2 separate regions of the Mus musculus genome follow, and region 1 is linked to region 2. Evidence: chromatin contacts called from public HiCAR-type data. All regions are on one chromosome and are shown on one strand. Each heading gives the region's core, a stretch centred on a gene start, on an enhancer-like site or on the middle of the called end of the contact. The rest is flanking DNA. Distances are from core to core; before and after follow the strand shown.

What was found. HiCAR-type assays count read pairs that join an accessible place to other places.
Region 1: a HiCAR-type map of fibro-adipogenic progenitors shows a contact between it and region 2, with 4 times the contacts expected there. The contact joins two enhancer-like sites. A contact is called at or near these places in 1 of 15 datasets of contacts at CTCF or cohesin (pro-B cells), 1 of 484 Hi-C or Micro-C datasets (bone marrow-derived macrophages) and 1 of 115 datasets of contacts at active chromatin or transcription factors (fibro-adipogenic progenitors).

Annotation. Positions count from the first base shown.
Region 1 is chr15:68,164,589-68,168,396 of GRCm38.p6, reverse strand. Zfat (zinc finger and AT hook domain containing) reads left to right here. Exons shown (of 16, transcript NM_001145888.1): 10 at 2,471-2,644. Among named protein-coding and RNA genes, the nearest start is that of Zfat, 92 kb to the left of the region's middle. Within about 2 kb of position 2,181, at least 79 of the 459 cell types and tissues checked have an H3K27ac peak or open chromatin away from gene starts, as enhancers often do. A contact at or near this core is called in fibro-adipogenic progenitors, where this site is marked.
Region 2 is chr15:67,634,148-67,637,829 of GRCm38.p6, reverse strand. No RefSeq gene overlaps it. Among named protein-coding and RNA genes, the nearest start is that of 1700012I11Rik, 410 kb to the right of the region's middle. Within about 2 kb of position 1,464, at least 25 of the 459 cell types and tissues checked have an H3K27ac peak or open chromatin away from gene starts, as enhancers often do. A contact at or near this core is called in fibro-adipogenic progenitors, where this site is marked.

The sequences.
Region 1 (3,808 bases), core at 932-3,431, 530 kb before region 2:
CCCACTACTCTGCTCTGTATGTAACTAGCATTGAAGAACAATGGAACTATGAAGGATTGGCAGTAAAACGGGCTGCTGGAGGCTTGACATTTTGGCAGTGTGGAGCGTCACTGTTTATACTGTAGAGAGAGGATTGGAAAGTGGAAGGGTTGAGTAGAAAGGTCGCAGTCCAGAGAAGCATAGGGGCTGCTGTGCTCTGGGGGCTTGGCCAGGACTGGAAGTGTTGGACAGCTACTTGCAAAGATTCTGACAAGCTAGGAGTCAAGGGTCTTCTGTCATCGACCTCATTCCTTGCCGCTAGAGGAGAATGTTGCCCTCCTCAGAATGAGGAAGGTGCAAGTGGCAAAGTGCCCTGCTAGTCCTGCGTAATAGTTCCTTCCTGCTTGTCGGGAGCTTGACCACTATAGGCAGGACTGTAGGGTCAGAGGAAGATGGATGGCCAAGTATTTTGCATAACATACTATCAGTGGCAGGGCTCAGGGGAGGAGCTGATGGGCAGAGAGTCAGTGAAGAGAGGAGGCAGTGGACCTGAGGTGCAGTGCTGGAACTGAAAGGTGCTTTCTTGTGTGCCAGCACTTAGTAAGCACTGTGGGCCCAGTGTGTACTTTCGGCTTGCTCATGGTACGCTAGTTAGTGCATTCAGGGACTAGCAAGCCAGGTTAGTTTTACCAGTGAGGAACACGAGGCACAGAACGCTATGAAATGCTCGTGTTGTACAGCCAAAAAGTAGTGGGAACTGGGATTTGGACCCATGCTACATGATTCTAAAGCCCTGTTCTTTACATCTTTACTGACTCGCACTAAGAGAAAGCGATACCTCCCATGTGGAGGCAAGAAAGGAGGAGTTGACAGTGGTGACGAGATGAATACCTATATGTCATTTTCTGAGGGCACTGAAGGAAGTCATTGCTAGGAGTTTTCTCAGTAGAGAAGGAGGCAGAAGCCTTTGTGTGGAGATTGGTTTAGGATGGTGCTCAGGGGAGTCGTCTGGGAGTGGTCAGAGACAGACCACGAACCTGACGCTGATGCAAATCCAGGGAGATGGCAGCCTGAGGATTATAAATCTGTTCCCCTGGGGGATAATGCTTGCATGGCAGACAGAGGTCTGGAGTGGGAGAGCGTGGTTCAGTCTTTCCTTTCTTTGTATGTGACGCAGGATGGGACAAATATTCCATCTTCTGGTCACTTTTCCATGAAACACAATTATAAACTGCCTTGAGATTTGCTGCAGGCATCAGTGAGATGGTCTCCTACATTCCTCAGAAGAAGACCCTGTGTATGTCCAGGCTTAATGTATAGCCAACACTATGCATTCAAGGACACGGGGTGTCAGTATTCCATACCAGGCTTAATGTATAGCCAACACTATGCATTCACAGGACACGGGTGTCAGTATTCCACATTGAACTTCTGGAAGAAATCTCTCAATTTGAAAACCTTCTGAATTCTGAGAAAGGTTTAGGAAACGAAAGGCTGCAGTTTTAGGATGGAGTGTTCATGGCCTGCTCTTTTTCACTTGTCTATGAATTTCTTTATAATGATGGAACTGTAAAGGATAAAGAAAAGCCTACTTACCCACATTACATTATTCGCGAGTCTTTGGAGCTAATCACTGCAATTGCACTGTAAGTATTCTTTCTCCCAGCTCACTCCCAAAATAAAACATGGAAAAAGAGCAGCAGTAGGCAAATGCAAAAGATAAGCATGAAGACTAACAAGAAGGGGCAACATAAGATAAGTCTGGGGACTCTCCATAGTCATAGGTGTTGATCACACGTGAGGAACTTCATTCACACGGTGGGCAGGTGCTCAGAGAGTCTAACAGTTCAAAGAGGTCAAGAAATGCATTTGAGATGAACCACGACAGCAGTTCTCACACTGGCTGGGTGGGGGAAAGCAATACAAGTGGAGTAGGCACAATAGCTTGGGAATAGTTACATGTGAGTCATGCAGAATGTCCAGTGTTTTGTGCTTCTGTTTATGTTATGAATGGGAATATTCTTCCAGACTTGACCTGAGTGCCTGATCCTATTGATTTTTGCAAAGAATGACGTGGCCTATAATTTTATTTAGTTTAACTCAGTTGAGTTGGATTTAATGACTGCTTTGTAAGTTGGGCAGGGTGTCTGTCTTCAGGGAGTTACCAGACTGTAGGGAGAGCAGAGGTGATCAAATCACTGTGGTATGCAAGAGCATTTTGGCAGGAGGGAGCTGTAGGATTACAGAATGCTGATAGGCAGCTAGAACTGTCCTGAAGCCGAGGCTTGGGAACCCTGACTTCTGCGGTATTTCTGTAAGGCGGAACAAGATGAGGTCGGCCAGACATGAGGTGTGCGGACACGTTGGGAGTAAGCAAGTATACTGCTCTGTTCAGTTGGATGTTTTATATGGTGTGAACTGTTCTTTGGGATCCCCACCCATGTTTGCACAGACACGTGTAAATGTACAGCTATCCATTTCTCGTTGGTAGGTGTGAAGCCCTTCAAGTGTTCTCTGTGTGAATATGCAACTCGTAGCAAGAGCAACCTCAAAGCTCATATGAATCGTCACAGCACTGAGAAGACCCACCTCTGTGACATGTGTGGCAAGAAATTCAAATCCAAAGGGACACTGAAAAGTCATAAGCTCCTTCACACGTCTGATGGTGAGTTCCCAAGCTCCAGTGGCCTGTAAGTGCAAGGCTGGAAGCTGGCATGCCAAGGCCAGCAGAGACTGTCCGATCCCGGGTAACAGGAAAACACTAGACTTCACAGGATGTACAATCTGAAAGTGCACGTGGTCCTAGCCTGTCTTTCTTCTCACCAGGGCTAAGCACTGTCTCCCTTCAACATGCTCTGCATAAACCCCTGTGGGATACGTGAGCATGTGTCATAAGCAGGGAGAGGTAGACTGCTGGAGGAAGTAAGATGTTAATGTTTGGTTCTGGAAGTTTCTGTCCTCTTTAGCCTTCCATCTCACCTTGAGCCTGATTGTAAGGATAGCTGTGCTGGCACCTGGCCTGATGTTTTTAACATCAAAGCTACCTCAGGGTTTTTACTGATAGGGCTTAGCCTGAAATGTAATCAGTATGAATTCCTGTGGTTGTGAGCTGTGAAGGTGGGTTCTGGGCGCAACAAGGCCATAAGGATCAGTTCCTGTTTCTAGGTGGGATAACAAAGAGCAGGTATGTATTTGAAGGTAAGTGTCTGATTATGGAGAGCTCAGAAGCCTAAGGGTCAAGGCTCAGGCACAGAGCGTTCATAACACTTTCTGATATGGGCTTCACAGAGGAAAGACATTGAGAAACACAGGTAGCCAAACCATACTAGAAAAAGTTTTGATTTAATTAGAAACCTCAGTTGGTGGGAGGTACTTGTGACTGCTCCATGTTACAAGGTTAATAAAATTTCTTAATATATGGTTCTTGCAGCGTAATTAGACATAAGAATTAGGGCTTAGTGAACAGATTAATGTAAGTTCCATGCTGATTCCAATTCTGGAGCTTAGGAGATGATGTGTCTATCATATCTGGCCTCTGTTGGGTATCTGTCCTGGGAGTCAGCCCTGCTGGGTGTGTGCTAGCTGCTTCCTTGGCAAGAGTCAGACTGAGCTTGCGGCCCTTAGTGGGAAAGGCTGAATTCTTGGTTATGATTCCTCGGAACTACAGTCAGGGACTTGGGGGGTGTTGAACCAAGGCCACAGCCATGGCTATTGATCAGTACTTTCTTTAAAAAGAAAAACGCCATAATCAAGATGAAACCCATGCAGGGTTGGGTGTGCTCAGTGGTAGAGTACTTGCCTTGCCTGGATGAGACTTTAGGTTCAATCA
Region 2 (3,682 bases), core at 215-2,714:
TAAATAAAATATTGTATAGTTCAAAGCCTCCATTGTGTTAATATTTACATGGTGATTTCCCCTGGCTACTGTGAAGATTATCTCAAGAATCACCAACATCTTGGCCAAGAGGCCATTGAAAGGACCTAAACATATCCATCCATAAAGCAAGCAATCTCATAACACTGTCATTCATGCAAATGCCACAGAGTACCATGGCAGAAAAAGAAAAAAAAACTTGATGAAAATAAGAGACTTCACAAGGGCCTGAAACTCAAGTTCTCTTAAATGGAGCATCATCTGTCTGCTATAACAAAGCTCTTTCCCAAGTGTGACGCAGAGCTATGGCCCCTTGCAAATGATTTCAGCTTACTCTGACTTAGAATATTTAGTTCATTTTTACAAGTGGAAATAATAAGCCCAGAGGAAATATTATGAAAATGAATCTGTAAACACTGCAATTGAATGTAATCGTGAGCAAGTCATAGCTTAGACTAATGAGGAATAAATTATGCTGCAATGCAAAATGAGATTTCTTTCTCAGCATGAATGCTGGGAGACAAAGCCCATGTGAATCTTCACGTAAAGATCCAACCGAGTGAGATGCTGAAATACTGACCCATGTTTGGAAAGAATCACAAATCAGCTGCCTGAGCTTGAACATGGTAAAAACATTACAACATCTTTGCAGGAACCACATTGTTTTGCACAAAATCTTTCTCAAACTCTACACCTTTCTTCTTTTCCACTTATAGAGGACATGGGCTCGTGAACTTCCTTGGGGTGCATATCACCAGATTTGCTGATCTGCATGCCATATTTTACCCCAAAGATACTGCTGCTGGCAGTGTTGGATTTGGGAACCAGGATTGTATTGCCTTTTCATTCTTTTATCCTTTATTTCCATTTAGATTAAAAATTCAATTCAGTTGACTCCATCTGTTAGGCCAGTTATTGTCTGACTATGATCACATTTTGTCTATCTGCTGACCAGAGAATTGACTTTTAAACTCTATTCTGCAGGTTTTTCTTATTTGAGATGCATTTCTACTCTGCATATCTGAGTTGGATACACCTAGTTAATGTTCTGGGTTTTAAATGAAAATCTGCCATACAAATTCCGGTCTCCATCATCTTTATCCTTAATCCTGATCTCTTAGCCCTAGCCCATTGTGAGCTATAGAACTAACTTTTGTACATGTGTAGCTCCCTTCTGATCCATTATCATCTGAACCTGGCAATGGCAACCAGTCTCTTCAGTGAGTCTCACCATTGTATCTACATGCTCTTGAATAGAGCTATGACAAAAGGAGCAGTGTGGAGATGACAGAGAGCAACTGAAAGGGCAGATCACAAAGTCAAAGTGACTTCTCCCTTGTACTGTTCTGGATTACATAATCTTTCAGATGCTTACTGACCTGCTGTGAGGACTCTCAAGAAGCCTCGTGGAGAGAGTATTTGAAGCTCCCTGCCAACATCTAGCTCTCATTTCCTGCCAACAATTTGTCAAGCATGACCATGAGTCATACTGGAAGTGGGTCCCATAGTCCCAGTCAAAACCTCAAGTGATGGCAATCAGGGCCAAAATTGAGACTACAATGTCTTGTCATTCCACAATCTAAAGTACTTTTTCCTTTTAAAAAATTTAGCCTGTGCATAGGAAAAGACAATGCCCAATTTGGAACAGGGATGTTAGGACTTGGTCCAAGTATCAGTGCCTCTCTTTACTATGGGCAGCCACTATCTCCCACAGCTCACGACAACCTGGCCTCTGTCTTCTCATCCTTGAATAGATGAAGGAGGAGGTCGAGCACCCTGTAGCAGAGAAGCATAAGTATGCAGCCTTCAGTAGCCATGAAGGATATACAGAGCAATAGTGTATTGCAGCCCTTAAACTTTTGCCCTGGGAAAAGAGTCTCTTAAAAGTCCCCATCCTCAGCCGGGCATGGTGGCACATGCCTTTAATCCCAGCACTCGGGAGGCAGAGGCAGGCAGATTTCTGAGTTCGAGGCCAGACTGGTCTACAAAGTGAGTTCCAGAACAGCCAGGGCTATACAGAGAAACCCTGTCTCAAAAAACAAAAACAAACAAACAAACGTCCCCATCCCCTTCCTTTAGAACTTGACTTAGCCAAATCCCTGTCCCATAATCTCTTGCTATACAAAAAAAGAAGCTGATCATAATCTTCAAAGAGAGGGAAGTTTAGAAATTGAAACAATTTAACTTAGATATTGGGTTTTGTTTTTAATACCTAAAGGATTCTATAGGCACATTTTATGTGCCTAAGACTTTTCACATCCACTATCAAAGAGACTGATTTACAAACCCATTGGTGGTTAATCAATAACAATTGCAAGCAAAATGTCCTCTATAGGTAACCTTCCATAAAGTCTGGGCTTCTCTCAGCTGAAGCCTAGTTAATCAAGAGATTCAGAACTATAAACTCGATGTGACAGTGGCACAAGGTGATGTTCAGGCTACAGTGTGACCTCTACAACTTGCCAGGTCAGTCACAGACTTGTCCTTGTACCTCAGCTGTTAAATGTGTCCAAAGACTGATCAGTACTAGAATCCAGATGACATAAAAAAGGATAGCAATTGAAATGGGAAGAAAATCATCTCCTGGCTTGTAAACCCAACTTGATCCATGGGACAATGACAGACAATAAATGTGGAGCTACATGAAGTCATTTTTATAGGTACTTTATGAGTATAATAACCAGGAGAAGGGCAGCCCATGCCTGAAGTGCAGTCATGGTTTATGGAAACGATCACCCTACTTAGTTCTTTCTCTGTATCTTCTTGTTGCATGTATCACAGAAAAATGAGCTAGTGATTTCTAATTATGCATAAATATATAAATATATGCCTTTCTTTCTGAGAACTGAAATGAACTTGAAATTTTTTCCTTTTTTTATACTAATTAATGTGTTCTTATTGCAGCCCATTTATACTTAATGATGCATCCAACAGCACTACAAATTGAAGATGTAAATGATGTTATATTTTTTTATACGTTTAGCTTTTTTTTTTTTTAACCTTGTAATATGTCATGGGGAAATAGAAGGAAATTATCAGGCTTGGTTCATTTCCTAGGTTAGAAAAGAACACTTTGCAACTTTCTTCATTAATTGAAAGTTTGGTTCCTTCGTGGTCCTACTTAATTCCTTTAAGCCCATTCAGCCAGCCAGAGAGGCATTTGAGCAAGTCATTACCACACGTGAATGCATTAGCTCAGAAATTGATTAATCCATCATGTGAATGTTTCCAACTACGCCACGGCAGACAACAAAATTCTAATGAAAACCCATTGTACATGGTGAGGGACAGCACCCTTGACAAGCACTTTCAATCAATCTGAAGGCCTCAGTTAACCTTTCTTGAAGTTGGTTTTGTTGTGCTCTGTAGTTTAACAAGATTGAAGACGTGACTGGGTCAAATGAAGCAGAATATTGCCTGCGCAGCAGAGCAGAATTGGTCTGTGATGTTAGGTGGCTGGAATAAGAGAAAAAACACTACGTGTGGTTTTGAAACATCTTGCCTTCTTTAATAGATGTGAAATGAAATACCTTGCCTGTATATGGCTCTCTTTTATTCTTTCCTTTCTCAGTGAACAGTGCAGAAAATTTCCCTCTATATTCTGTATTTATATTCAGAAGAACAATTGCAAATGTTAATCATTTAGACTCATTTGTAAGAAAGA